Linked DNA regions of Mus musculus: region 2 is linked to region 1. The links are chromatin contacts, called in public Hi-C maps. All regions are on one chromosome and are shown on one strand. The core of a region is the stretch at or near the end of the contact, and the rest is flanking DNA. Distances in the headings are between cores, read along the strand shown.

Region 1 (3,639 bases), core at 359-2,858:
GACATCATCTGGACAATGAAGTAGGAAACCTCAAATTTGGAGAATGAGTTGTAAAACTGTATACCTGACAAAGTTGTATCAAATATATAAAGAGCTCCGACAAATCAATAATAAAATATCAGGACAGCTTTTTTAAAAGTGGGTAAGAGCATGGAGGCTACCTCACAAAGGAAGATTATTAATAAGATTAATAAGACACAATTAAATCCATGGCATTTTAGCTGTGGGTGTGAATCCTTACCCACCATTAATGATTATCATGGAAAACACTGGCAACACAAATATGGAGTCTGTGGGCCAAAGGGCACTGCCATGCCTCTATTAAATGAATACTAAATGATGCAGCTGTCTCAGGCAACTGTTTGACAGTTTCTTCTGAATGTATGCTTCTAGGGATCACGTGCTCACAGTGGTGAGCCGGACTGGAAACCCTGAGAGGAGAGCAGAGCGTGGTCTCCCATTGAGGATGCTCTATCTCGGGTTTTGGTTTAAGATGATTACAATCAGCCTGGCACGCGCCACTTAAGAGACACAAGCATCTGGTGACTATTAACTAAACTCAGTCATGAAAAAGGAAATAAGCCATTTGTGGATACAGTGCGTTGTGCAAATCACTTTACCCATTCTCCAGTACTCTCATTGGTTCTTCCTAAGAACCCAGAGATGGTTTTACAAACACAGAACCTAGAAGATCCAAAGGCCAGCGTGATTCCCAGAGCCACACCCCAAGCTTTGGCCAGAGGACCGCAAGAAAGTAGGAGCTGGGACCCCACATCTGAAGTCCCTCACATATTGCCTTGGTTTCCAAGCTGCATCTCCCTCGCTCTCGGGTGTTGCAAGTTTGCCCAAGGGGCACAGTAAATATCATTCTCCGCAGTTTCCATTACTTGACTCTGTCCATAAATTCAAATTCTGCGTAGTTTCCCTGAAACGTTTGAGAACGGCAGCCGCCGGAAATGCCAAAGCATGAACAGGTGTGGCTTCCTTCCTCGTTTGAAATTTCCCGTTTTCACGCTTGCCAAGCGCTAAGAGACTCCCGACATAGCTACTAATGCTGAGTGTGCATGAGAGAAAGAGGACTGGGAAGGGACAGGCTAAAGTCAAGGTCTGCCGCCAGCCACCAAGTGACGTCATCCTAGGCATTCCCCATCTTTGACGTCACCCTAGGCGTTCCCCATCTTTGAGTGTCAGTTTCCTCACCTGCAATGCAAGGAGCCTGGACCGGAGGGGTTTTCTGTAAGCATTTGTGGCTGCAGGTTTAGTATTCTGCTATAACCTCTCATACTAGCATTTCTTAGACCAAAGGAAAAATGAGGTGCCATTGGGCTGAAAGAGACTCGCCTCTGTATATCCTTGATTGATCATCTTCCAATCCCGTGTCCAAGGAGAGATAAGGAATCAGGCAGTCTCACTGTGTTGTGTGGGCAGGAGGGGGGAGGGTTAAGAGAGAGAGAGAGAGAGAGAGAGAGAGAGAGAGAGAGAGAGAGAGAGAGAGAGAGAGAGACTTGGGGGGATTTATTTGGTTTGTCTGCCTGGATAAAGCCTCTCCCCAGGCCCAGAGCATCTTTCTCCATGCCGGTGCAGTGCCGTCTTTACCACTAGGTGGCAGTAGCCGTCACTTGACAAAGAAAAGGGTGTGGGAAGAGCCAGGGGACCTGCCTGCTTGGAGAAAACTAGGCCAAAGCCTGCTTGTTACATCACTTCTAATCGAAACAGCAGGTTACGTCTGGATTTTTCTTTATTACAGGCAACAATGCTAGGAAGCTTCCTGGCTCCTGTGCATTTCAACACTAAATGTTCGACCTGAAATCAGACATGCAATTCCCAGACCCTGGGCTTGGCAGCAGCAGCCCTGCCTACTTTTCCCTGTGTGCAGGTTTCCCTTCCCGAGGCTTCTTGCTGCCTGCCCCATCACGCTCACAGTCATACTTAAAATGTAGCTCTTGCCTTACATTTTAATCGGTTTCCTTCACCAAGTACTTACTGGCTAATACCACTTAGAATGGAGTAGTTATTTACTGAGCACTGAAGTGATTTGAATATAAAATGTCTCCCACAGGCTCCTGTGTTTGTTAAATGCTTGGTCCTCAGCTGGTGGCACTATTTAGGGAGCTCCTCCCCCTCTCCCCAAGTAGTAGGTCACTGGGAAATGCCTTTAAAGGTTATACTGGTACCAGCCCCTTGCTTTCTCTCTGCTTCCTGTCTATCAGGAGGTGTACAGCTTCCTCCTCATACATTCTAGCCATCACCATGCTCAGAACAAAGTCCTTGGGACCACACAACCATCAACCATCGGCTGAACCTTCTAGAACTATGAGCTAAAACACATCCTTCCTCCTCAGACAGTGTCCTCTCAAACAGTTGGTCAGTGCTAACAAGCTGTCTAATAAGTGTTCTTACTAGGTGCAGAAGCATCATTTGAAATAAGGTTCATATTAATGGCCCTGAGATCAGTAGCTTCCCTATGGCCCTACAATAAGGCAGTGTTTGAGCCCTGCTCTGTGTGCTTCCAGGGACTCGCCCCCTCCCCCCATCTGCTCTTCCTACAAAGAGAAATTGGGCTGCCAAAGGCAAGGGGGCATCAAACACTCCGGGAACCTATAAGTTCCAATGTGGCTACAATTCGGCCACCTCAACCCATGCCATTCAGATCTCAGTGGGTTTGTTCTGTAGTTAGATCCGGTGCTCACTGAGGCCCTGTGATGGAATTCACTGTTTGTTGAACCTGAAGCAGCAGCACCCCTAAAGCAAAGACAGTTTAATTGGTCAGTATTTGCCATGCCTGCCTAGTTACCTAAATGACCTGGGGGGGGGTAACCTAAAAGTGTCGGTCTTTGGACCCCAATACAGATCCGCTGAAACCACATCTGCCTAGCAATCTAATTTTTTTAGCAAGTGAATCAGATGATTCTAAAGGATCAGAAAGTTAGGGTACCACCCTGGGTGGTTGTCATGGCTCCCAGCCCTGTCCCAGTCGATCCCACCACCACCACTGGATGGACTCTTGGCCCAACTCTACAGACTCTGCAAACCTGCCCTCTGCCTCCAGCCCAGCTCCTCGAGCCTCCCCAGCCCACAAGCATGTGAAAATGCCTTCCTTCCTGCTGGGCACTTAAGTTCTCAGGGGAGCTGAGATGGCTTAAATAATGAATGGAATTTTCAGCAGCATTTGGAATTCACTTAAGCAAAGGAAACTCAATAGCCAGAGCGCTCCTTAAGATCCATCCTTTCTCTGGGTGGGAAGGAAGCCGGACAGCTTCTCCCTGATTTCCTAACATACAGATCAGGATACTTCAGTCAGACTTGACTCCTGGCTTCCATATTGCTCATCTGGAAGCTATCATTTCTTCCACTGCCCTAGTGGAGATTTTGAGAATCCCTGAGTTCAGATGGTATTTCAGACCCTGGGGCAGGATGACTGACCCCTATATCTCCATGGAAATCTTCATAGAAACAAACAAACAAACAACAAAGAAGCCCCCAGGCACCACCTAGCCCAGTCCTCTGTCTTCTGATCGAAATCTTTCTTTGCTGTTCCTAATTAAAGTTATCAGAAAGCATTAAATGAGCACAGTTTGCTGGGTGGTGTATTTGGGTTGGTTGGTTAGTTGGTTGGTTAGTTGGTTGGTTGGTTGGTTG
Region 2 (3,639 bases), core at 320-2,819, 370 kb after region 1:
TTGCCAGGCCACAGGCTGCAGGTCACAGACAGAGCAGGCAAGCAGCCTTGCAACTGCAGATTACTTAGGGAGAAGCATCGGGGCCTCGTGAGCCAGGCCCCGTAGCCAGTGCCCTGCTTTACTCCAGCCTTGGTCAGGAAGTCGAAAGCCCTTGGTGTATTCCTGGTCTCGGAGCAAATAATGAGCCAGCACCCTGAAGGGTGGGCTCCAACTCAGACATGCAGCCAGCCCCCTAGGTGGGTAAACGCCCTAGGGACCTAGGGAGAGCCTTTGCTGCAGAGATTCCTAAGCAAAACGGCGTGGTGGAGCTTTGGCAACCCTAGCCCCAGCTAACTTTGGACAGTCAGCATATGTCCCTGCCATCCCTAGACATCTCCAGTCAGCTGGTATCACAGCCAGTGGTTCAGACAGGTTTGAATGCTCATGTGGCAGGCTGTACAGATGCAGATGTGCCCCTGGGCAGTCGGGAAAGGTCTACGGGTCTCTGCCGTTCTCAAGCCCTGTATTTTCCTGCCCTCCACTCTGAACCCTGCTCCGTCACAGGACCCTGGCCCTCTTTCATAGTCCCTGTGACCTTGCCACCAGCTCCGGCCTCTTTGGTTCCAACAAGAACAGAACTGTGGGTAGTCTAGGGAAGCATGGGACCTTCTCCAATGCCAAATGCTTGTAGGGGTCCTCTGGGAGTTCACTCCCCATCTTGGTGATCCTCTGGGGAGCCCACCCCAGTCTGGTTGCCTCACCCTTCCCCCTCTACCCATATTTTTCTACATCTCCATAGTTCTAGGACCCTGTGCCATGTACTGGGGTAACAGAGAACAGCCTGGAGACCACGATCTCAGTGATGGCCTCGTGTGATCAAAAAGACCAGTTCAGACCCTGGGCCAACAGCAGCTATTTCTCAGCAGCACCCCTGGGTGTGGCCACCTGTGTCGACAGGCTGTAACCCCAAGTTTAAAAGCACCTACGGTCAAGGGTTGTTGGCCAAGCCCCATCTTTTAGGACCATTTCCAGGAAGGTAGAAATCAGCATCCCTAACAATCCCTCTATGGCTCCCATTCCCCAAGTGGCCCCTCCAAATCATTGCAGCACAGTTGTCAGAGCTCACAGCTAGAATCAGGGCCTGTACCCAGCCTCCCCACTCCTGTCCCCAAGACTTCCTTCTGCTCGACCTACTGTGTTCAGCCTAGTGTCATGCACTACTGTCAGCCTCAGGTAGCGAGGTCTCAGGCTGTCTACTCTAAGCCTTCAAGAACATGGTCCACAGGGAAGGCTGTTCTGTGTCCCACCCATGTCGTCACCAGCAGCTCTACCATGGGGGGGACAAGCATGTGTGACAGGTGAATCTTGGCTCCGCCGTGGCTTTGGGTATGGGGGAAGTGTTGAAAGTGACCAGATCAGGGGAATGGCCCATATGTGCAGTGGCCTTGTCCCCAGAGGGGCCATGCTGTAGTGTCTGAGTAGTAGTATAACTCAGCAGGCTAGGAGCCAGTTCCCAGGAAGAGTGCCTTCACTGTATTCGTGGAACCGTGCCTGTTGCCTAGGTGCCTGTGGGCAAATCCTGTGCCCTGTGCCAATTACCATTCTAAGAATCTGCCCTTTAAGCATAGGTAGAGGCTTCTGAGCCTCTGGGCTGAGCTGTAGAGGGTGCTGGCGGACTCTGGGCTGAGCCGTGGAGGGTGCTGGCGGACTCTGGGCTGAGCCGTGGAGGGTGCTGGTGGACTCTGGGCTGAGCCGTGGAGGGTGCTGGTGGACTCTGGGCTGAGCCGTGGAGGGTGCTGGCGAACTCTGGGCTGAGCCGTGGAGGGTGCTGGTGGACTCTAGGCTGAGCTGTGGAGGGTGCTGGCAGACTCTGGGCTGAGCCGTGGAGGGTGCTGGTGGACTCTGGGCTGAGCTGTGGAGGGTGCTGGCAGACTCTGGGCTGAGCTGTGGAGGGTGCTGGCAGACTCTGGGCTGAGCTGTGGAGGGTGCTGGTGGACTCTGGGCTGAGCCGTGGAGGGTGCTGGCGGACTCTAGGCTGAGCTGTGGAGGGTGCTGGCAGACTCTGGGCTGAGCCGTGGAGGGTGCTGGTGGACTCTAGGCTGAGCTGTGGAGGGTGCTGGCAGACTCTGGGCTGAGCTGTGGAGGGTGCTGGTGGACTCTGGGCTGAGCCGTGGAGGGTGCTGGCGGACTCTAGGCTGAGCTGTGGAGGGTGCTGGCAGACTCTGGGCTGAGCTGTGGAGGGTGCTGGCGGACTCTGGGCTGAGCTGTGGAGGGTGCTGGTGGACTCTGGTGTGGGAACGGGGATGGATTCCTCCCAGTCTGATCCACTCATTAGTAGAAATGGCCTTCAGCCTCTCACGATCCCTTCTGTGGATGGAGCCCCTAGATCCTGGTGCCCTGTCCCCTTGTCCCCTCTTGTACCATGCAGAGCACCACCATCATCTCAGCCTTGCAGCTCAGGTCCACACCCTGCTGTTGGGAACTGGAGGCATCTGACCTGTGTGGTCTGTACTGGATATCACTGAGTGCCCTGTTCAACCCCATACCCAGGCTGTCTCTCAGGTTGACAGCGCTTCACCCCAGCCCTTGCCCTATGCAGAAAGTACTGCTTCGAGAGATGTACCTGTGGTTCCCACGTACTACATGCTACAGCCAGTGACCTGAGGGCAGGGTTCACCTCACACTCCTCCTGACCCTCTCCCCATCTCCATCTGACCCAGCCTCTTGACACAGAGATCCAGCACACCTAGGAGAGACTCATGAACCCTCCTGACCCAGTAGTAGCCTGTCACCTTCTTCTGAAGATCCTGGGGGCACAGAACATCTTCTAACTGCCACCCCTTTTTTCTGGGCCTCCCGGTAAGCTCCAGGTATAGCTCCACAGCTCTGAGGAATCCAGTCCTGAGGCTCCACCTCCACTGTAATTGAGCTCCTGGAGGCAAGCACCTTCCAGGCTGCTGATCCCATCAGGCTACAAGCTAAAGAAAGAAAGTTCCAGCATCCCAAAGAACAGGGCCAGGGGTGTAAGCAGGCTTCCCCAGGCCCTACCACTCAGGAGAGCCGTGTACTCATCTGCTTAAAGAGTGGGGTTCAGGCTCACAGATGCCACCCCATGCCAGATGATGGCCATGTCAAGGAGGGAACAGGTAGAAGAAAACCAGAAATAATGGCCCCATCCAAAGTCCTGAGCCCTCTAGGCAGAGTGCGGTACCCTATGACAGGCAGCTTCCTTCTCTTCCCCAGGCACAAAAGGCCATCAGCAGAAACAGTACCCTTCCCAGCAGCCCCCAGGCCCTCTCCTCCCCTAAGCCTCCTGCACCAGCCACAGTTGTCTGCCCAGCATGGACAGCAGCCCCCAACTCCTGTTGTTCTCCCTGACTTCTGACTTGACCCCTGTGGCTGATGCACACACACCCTTCAAGTCCCAGGCCAGAGGCTGGGCACCCCACGTTCCTCTTAGCAGAGCCTTCTTAGGTGCACCCGCCCCACCTCTTGACCCACCACCACCACCTACCCTCATTAACTGTAATTTTGTAAGAAGAGTGATTTGCTGGTTAATAAATACCTAGTTATTGTAATAATTTATTGGCTGCCATAATGTATTTATTAGTCACCCACCATTAATAAAAAGTGCCAGCTCTTTCTAGCATGAGTGTGATG

The links. A called contact is a pair of places that touch in the nucleus more often than the background predicts.
Region 2: a Hi-C map of cerebral cortex shows a contact between it and region 1, with 3 times the contacts expected there. The contact joins two enhancer-like sites. A contact is called at or near these places in 1 of 15 datasets of contacts at CTCF or cohesin (embryonic stem cells), 11 of 484 Hi-C or Micro-C datasets (the MC3T3-E1 cell line, cerebellar granule neurons, cerebellum and 4 more), 5 of 115 datasets of contacts at active chromatin or transcription factors (VIP interneurons, embryonic basal ganglia and embryonic stem cells) and 3 of 9 other capture datasets (adipose tissue, embryonic stem cells and pancreatic islet).

The regions. Positions count from the first base shown.
Region 1 is chr8:93,590,428-93,594,066 of GRCm38.p6, forward strand. The region is part of intron 8 of Gm26843 (a long non-coding RNA gene); the gene reads right to left. Among named protein-coding and RNA genes, the nearest start is that of Ces5a, 56 kb to the left of the region's middle. Within about 2 kb of position 1,609, at least 30 of the 459 cell types and tissues checked have an H3K27ac peak or open chromatin away from gene starts, as enhancers often do. A contact at or near this core is called in cerebral cortex, cortical neurons and stem cell-derived neural stem cells, where this site is marked.
Region 2 is chr8:93,957,067-93,960,705 of GRCm38.p6, forward strand. All of the region lies in intron 6 of Gnao1 (guanine nucleotide binding protein, alpha O), which reads left to right. Among named protein-coding and RNA genes, the nearest start is that of Amfr, 54 kb to the right of the region's middle. Within about 2 kb of position 1,570, at least 15 of the 459 cell types and tissues checked have an H3K27ac peak or open chromatin away from gene starts, as enhancers often do. A contact at or near this core is called in cerebral cortex, cortical neurons and stem cell-derived neural stem cells, where this site is marked.